Regions from separate parts of the Ovis aries genome. Here region 1 is linked to region 2. Evidence: chromatin contacts called from public Hi-C data. All regions are on one chromosome and are shown on one strand. Each heading gives the region's core, a stretch centred on a gene start, on an enhancer-like site or on the middle of the called end of the contact. The rest is flanking DNA. Distances are from core to core; before and after follow the strand shown. Region 1 holds the start of PELI1 (pellino E3 ubiquitin protein ligase 1). Region 2 overlaps LOC121819030 (a long non-coding RNA gene).

Evidence for each region. A called contact is a pair of places that touch in the nucleus more often than the background predicts.
Region 1: a contact with region 2 is called in a Hi-C map of tail adipose tissue, with 2.5 times the contacts expected there. The contact joins the promoter of PELI1 here to the enhancer-like site in region 2. A contact is called at or near these places in 4 of 16 Hi-C or Micro-C datasets (hypothalamus, muscle, omental adipose tissue and 1 more).

The regions. Positions count from the first base shown.
Region 1 is chr3:44,146,893-44,149,829 of ARS-UI_Ramb_v3.0, forward strand. It overlaps PELI1 (pellino E3 ubiquitin protein ligase 1), which reads left to right and starts at 1,568. Exons shown (of 9, transcript XM_060412042.1): 1 at 1,568-1,894.
Region 2 is chr3:43,978,759-43,981,591 of ARS-UI_Ramb_v3.0, forward strand. It overlaps LOC121819030 (a long non-coding RNA gene), which reads right to left. Exons shown (of 4, transcript XR_009599813.1): 4 at 1,772-2,833. Among named protein-coding and RNA genes, the nearest start is that of LGALSL, 120 kb to the left of the region's middle. Within about 2 kb of position 1,448, at least 2 of the 54 cell types and tissues checked have an H3K27ac peak or open chromatin away from gene starts, as enhancers often do.

The DNA.
Region 1 (2,937 bases), core at 318-2,817, 170 kb after region 2:
TTTAAATGATCTTTGAATCATTTCCTGACCCTATCTGAGTCTGGGGTAGGTGTGTACCAAACCATCTGGTAAACTTTTCTACTAAGGTATTTATTGCAGTTTGTTTATTTACCTGGCTCTTCCTCTGCACAATAAGCACTTTGAAAATAATAAATATTTCTTTTATGCTCCTGTATCTCTATTTCTGGGAACTGAAGAAGTACCTGAGACATACTATACTCAATAACTGTTTTTTGAATATTAATCATGGGGTCTGCAAACACAAGGATCCTTGACCTTGAAACTCTCTACCTGAAAACCGCAGCTTTTCCTGTGTTTCTGATTTCTAAACGCTAGTCCTTTTCTTCCAGAGTATGGGGTTCTAGGTAGGCAGAGAAGGAAAACAAAAGATCTTGGGATAGGTTGCCTTTAGTTCTCTGGAATCCAGTAACATGTCCTGCCTTGCACCACCCTCGTCCACCATCTCTTCACACCTGGCTGTCCCACATGGGCGTAGACTTAGCTGACCAGCCCCAAAGCATACTCAGACCTTGGTTCAGACTTCTCTTATTGCCAACTGAAAGTTGGTCAATGTACGTACAGCAAACAATTTTCAACTTTCCACTTATCTTTTGAACTTCTACTTTATAAAATTTGTATTTCTTGAAAATCGTAGGCCTTAAAATTTAAGAAATTTTTTAACATGGATGAAGTAAGATACAGTGATCTTAACCTTGAGCTTTACCTTTGCTGGCCTTAAAGTTGGATGTGACTGCGTGAAGAAATGATGGGAATCTGACAGTGGTGATGCTCCTAACCCTTTTATAACGTAATTAATTAAGATATCGGAAGCAACTGGTGGCTCAGATGGTAAAGAATCTGCAATGCAGAAGCCTTGGGTTCCACCTCCGGGTCAGGAAGATCCCCTGGAGAAGGGACAGGCTACCCAATCCAGTATTCTTGCCTGGAGAATCCCAAGGAGCCTGAAGGGGGCTACAGTCCTTGGGGTCACAAAGAATCCGACATGACTGAACAACTAACACCTTTCTACAAGTCTTAGGTTAAACAACAAACAAACAAAGAACCTTAAATTTAAGGCAGAGAGGATACATTTGCGGGAAGGGAGGGAAATGGGTATTTGTGATCCTGAATTTATGGGATAAAATTAAGCAGCAGGGAAGACCGAGATATGGTGAGGAAGTCAGATTTCACTGGGCAGTTGGCGTGATGAGTCTAGAAGCTGGGGGTGGAGCGAAGTTAAAGGACTAGCCAAAAGTGGGATCCTTAACAGTACCATAACACAAGGAGGGCCTTGTTCAGTCAGCAGCCTCGCTTAACACGTTCCCTTCCTTAGTGTGTCGGTGACCATAGTAACAGTAGGGCCGAGCCTCCCTCCCGAGCATGCGCACTGCAGAGCGAACGCAGACGCGTCCTCAACAACAATGTACAGCTTTTTTCTTGAGGAGAACTACAACTCCCAAGAGACCGCTCGGCGCCGCCGCACCGCCTCCCTCTGTGGCCCTGCCCTGTCCCCTCCCTCCAGTCCCGCCCCCCCGCTAGTCCCCTCCCCTCCCTCCGAGCGTGGGTCAGAGACCCAGAGGCGGTGGAACCGTCGGGGGGCGCCGCCGCCGCCGCCGCCTCCAGCAGCAGCAGCAGCCTCGCCGCGCGTTCGGATTTGCCTCGAGCCCTCCTGGAGCGCATCACAAGGCGGATCCCGCGGCTCTTCCTCCGCCCGCGGCTTCTCCAGCGTTCGGCTCCGCGGCCAACTTCCCCTCGTTGGGCTCGGCCGGCTGGCGAACAAGGCGGCGGCGGAACGCCGGGCTGTCTGCTCGCGCTGCCCGCGCACGCACACTTCTCCCCCCTCGCTCCGTGTCTCGGGGCCGTGCTGGGAATTCCGGCCACCAGCAATTGTCCGGTGAGTGTGGCCGCAGGAGGGGTCGCGGCGGGGCCGCCGAGGGGTGCGGGCCAGGCAGGCGCGCAACTTCCTCAGCGGCTTACCGGGGCGGCCGGCCGGCCGGCTCTCCCCGCCCGCCTGCGCGCCCCCGCGCCGGAGGCGGCCGGGAGCGGAGTTTGCGGCGCCGGCATCCCGCGCCCTCGCAGGAGGAAGCGCCTTTGTCAGGAGCCTGCCCGGCGCGCCCTCCCCCTCTGCCTGGGAGCGGGCGCGAGGGTGGCCAAGTCCGAGCCCCGCGCCCGGGGTAGGGTCGCCAGCTGCCGGAGGGGAGCTCCGCGGGGGCTGGGAGCGAGACCGAAACCAAAGGGAAACAAAAGGGGTGGTGGGCTTTTCTTTTGTTTGTGCGAAACTGATAACTTCTTTTTCCTTTCCTTACATAACACAGACTTCCAAGTTAGTCATTCTTTTTATTATGATTATTGTCATCATCTCTGCGTGTCCCTCGCGTTTCCTTTCATCTCTGGATCACAGAGCACTTAAAAACATTAATTAATTACACCTCCGGGGCCCCGACGAAACAAGTTAATAAGCCCGTTTCTGTAAGTGGGTAAACTGAGGTTCAGAAGAGCTTGCTCCTCCACCGCACCTGGTGTCTGAAGACCTGAAAGCATTTATGAGTAAGAACTCGTTCTCCAGTGCCCCGTGGAAAAGTTAAAGATGTTCCTTTTACGTATAGGCTAACTAAAGTCTAAAAGAGGTCGGGGTACTTGTTAGGTAGTTCAAACCATAACTCTTCTTACATAGTGTTTGAATTTTAAAACCTCAAAAGTCTCTTGAAAAATGCCCGGAGTGGGGAAAATACTGTGATCATAAACTCACCCATCTAGTTTTGGTTTTTGTACATGTAGGTTTCTTACAAGGCAGACTAGCAGGGATGGGGGATGGGGGTGGGAGGACAGACTTTTTAACGTAGGCTTCACAGATTTTAATCACTGCACACAAGGAAATGTGTCTTGGTTTTAATAGCACCAACAGCTTTCCCATCGTTTAGTCATCAGATAATTGAG
Region 2 (2,833 bases), core at 198-2,697:
AATCACTGAGTGGGGAAGATCCCTTGGAGGAGGAAATGGCACCCCACTCTTGTATTCTAGTATTCTTGCCTGGAAAATCCCATGGACAGAGAAGCCTGGAGGACTATAGTCCATGTGGTCGCAGAGTCAGATAGGACTTAGCGACTGAGCACACACATCACTTGCTCATGATTCTATGGGATGGGTGGATGGGTGGATGGATGGATGGGTGGATGGCTACTTTACTCTCAGTATTCATCCACTGCAGCAGACACGGTTAGTGCCTTGCTCATATGAACTCTGTACGCCGAAGGCTGCTTATTCCCCATACCTGCCTCTCTGTCTCTGAGAGCTTTTATCTGGCCAGTGGAGCACATTAGGCCTGATAGCCAGAAGAGGAGGGTTAATATCCTAGAAGTAGCCCTCAGTCTATGGTGGATGCGAACTTGGTGGATAACCAGCCCAGCTTCCTTGCATCTCAGTCAGGGTGACCGAGGCACGTCTGCATGGTTGCATGGCAACCCAGTTGCCCTCAGTGGTAATTGCTTGATAACAGATCCTCTATACCCTTTCTTTTCTTCCCTTCTACCTTCTCCATTGTCTTTCCAATGGTTCCTAGCATCACCTTCCAAATGAACTACTTACCCTTTAATATAATCCTTGTTTTAGAGCATGCTTCTGTGGGAACCAGAATTAAAACCTTCAACTTACTGATTGCTCTGATATATGACTGACCAGTCTCCAGGGGTCACCCTTAACTTTCTGCCTGCTTCCTAAAAACAAGAATAATCTAGTTGGAAGAAAAGTGACATTTACCCTCACTGGAATAATATTAAACTGTAAGGAAGTGCAAACTCACCAGATTTTATTGCCAAGTAACGTGCACAGCCACCCTTCCCCACCTTAGAGCACAGCCACTCCCTCCCTGACCAGAGGGACTCCCACAGGCTACTTGATCTCTGTTTGGTTTGCATTATTTAACCCATGCCTAATTGGAATAGTATTAAACTCATTCTTGATTAATTCTCTCTGGAAACTCTCATTAAGTGTTTAACAGAACTTCAGTTTTGTTACCAAAGCTGATCAGAATCTGTTATTTAAGGACTGAAAGGAGGACAAACGTACCCACAGCCCGTTTTCCTGGTCAACCTTCTTGGGCAACATGATTTTTCTCTCTCTAAGGCAGTCATGTTTGTTAAAGGAACAGTCCTTTTAGCTTTTCTCTGATTATTAAGTTTCTAAATTCTCTACAACTCCTCAGAAAACCTACGATAGTTTCAACAACACTGAGAGTGATGATTCTCTACCCTAGGTGGACACTGGAATCACCCAGGGAGTGTTTATTTCCAGGAATCTTGGAATCCATTCCAGACTAGTCAAAGAGCAGTGTCTGGGCAGTGCTGATTTTAATGTTCTCGCGCGGGGGGGGGGGGGGGGGGGGCCTAATGTACAGCCAGGGCTGAGAACTACTGACTGAATGCGCAGAGCTTCCAAAGCTATGAACACCAGCTGCCCCAGGAAATGCAGCCCTGGGCAAAGCAGGAAGAGCTCAAAGTGTCATAGATGGCAGCCCCAGCGGACAGCACAGGTTGTAACAATCCAGTCTCTGACTGTGTGGCCCCTCCTCGCTTCACTCCACCCTCCACTCACACTTCAGTCCCTGCACTTGAGCCAAGAGGCCTCAGGAAGCCTCTCATCAAGCCGCCCACATGCTAATGAGAAAACATCCGCCATCCACCAAGGCAATAACCTTTTGTTCCCATCACAGAGCAAAGAAGAACCTCCCCAAGGAGACTTCAAATCAGGAATTTTATTTTCTCATTTGAAAGTTGTGCAGTTGAGCCTCATGCATTTTCATTTCTCATGCATTTTCATTTCCCTATCTTCCAATCAGGGTAATTTGTGCTCCTGGCTGAACCTTCGGGTATTTTCTCAGCCTGGTGGATGTGGCTGACTTTATCCCTGGGGTGTCGTTCTAGAGAAGGAGTTCCTCATATTCCCAGAAACAAAGAAATCCAAAAAAGGAAAAAAAAAAAAAAAAAAAAAGAGGGAAAATGGAGCCTACAAGCTGTGACATCAGGCTACAACTGGCCTCTATGAAGCCTGGCGCTTAATGAGCTTGGGATCCCGGAGGACTTCTTCAAGCCTGATAATGCTCTCTCATAAAACTTTTTGAAGCCATGGCAATCACTGGGGACTCCAAGTCAAATGGTAACACAGTTTAATTAAGTGGGTGCATGAACTTTCTAAGATGTTTGTAGATTTTGGTGTGTACATGCATTTTTCTGAGGAGACAGTCTCAAACTCTCAAACAGGCCAGTGACCCCACGAAATTTAAGAATTAGCAATTTCATGATTCCTCCCTCTTTCCAAAGAACCCAAATGCAGATGTTCACTTGAGGGACCAATGCTGAAACTTTTCCACACCCTTGGCTTCCTCCCTCACTCCTTTAGCCTCCAGCAGCTCCGACAGTATGTCTCAGCGTGTGAATTCCTGATCTCAAGAAAGGAAATCTAAGGTCACAGACCTCCCAGAAGCAAAAGGTCAAGGGGACAAAGCGACCCAGCTCTAAGGTTCCAGCAGTCCTTCAGAATAAAGAACTGGCTTGGGTTCTCAGGTGGCTCAGAATGTTCCCAGCAAGTATTGTCTGAGACGAATGTTCCTCCTGAGGGCTGGATTAGTTAGAGAGAATAACCTCCCTCTCTTCTGCAAGTATATGTAATTATTTTTTCCCATGAATTCTTAAAAAAGCTTGAGAATGTGGTCATCTGTCACTGTTAGGCTTTCCCTGCATTGAAGGGGACATTAAAGAGCAGAGCAAGAGAGAGCTGGAGCCCCCACCCTGGTAGACAC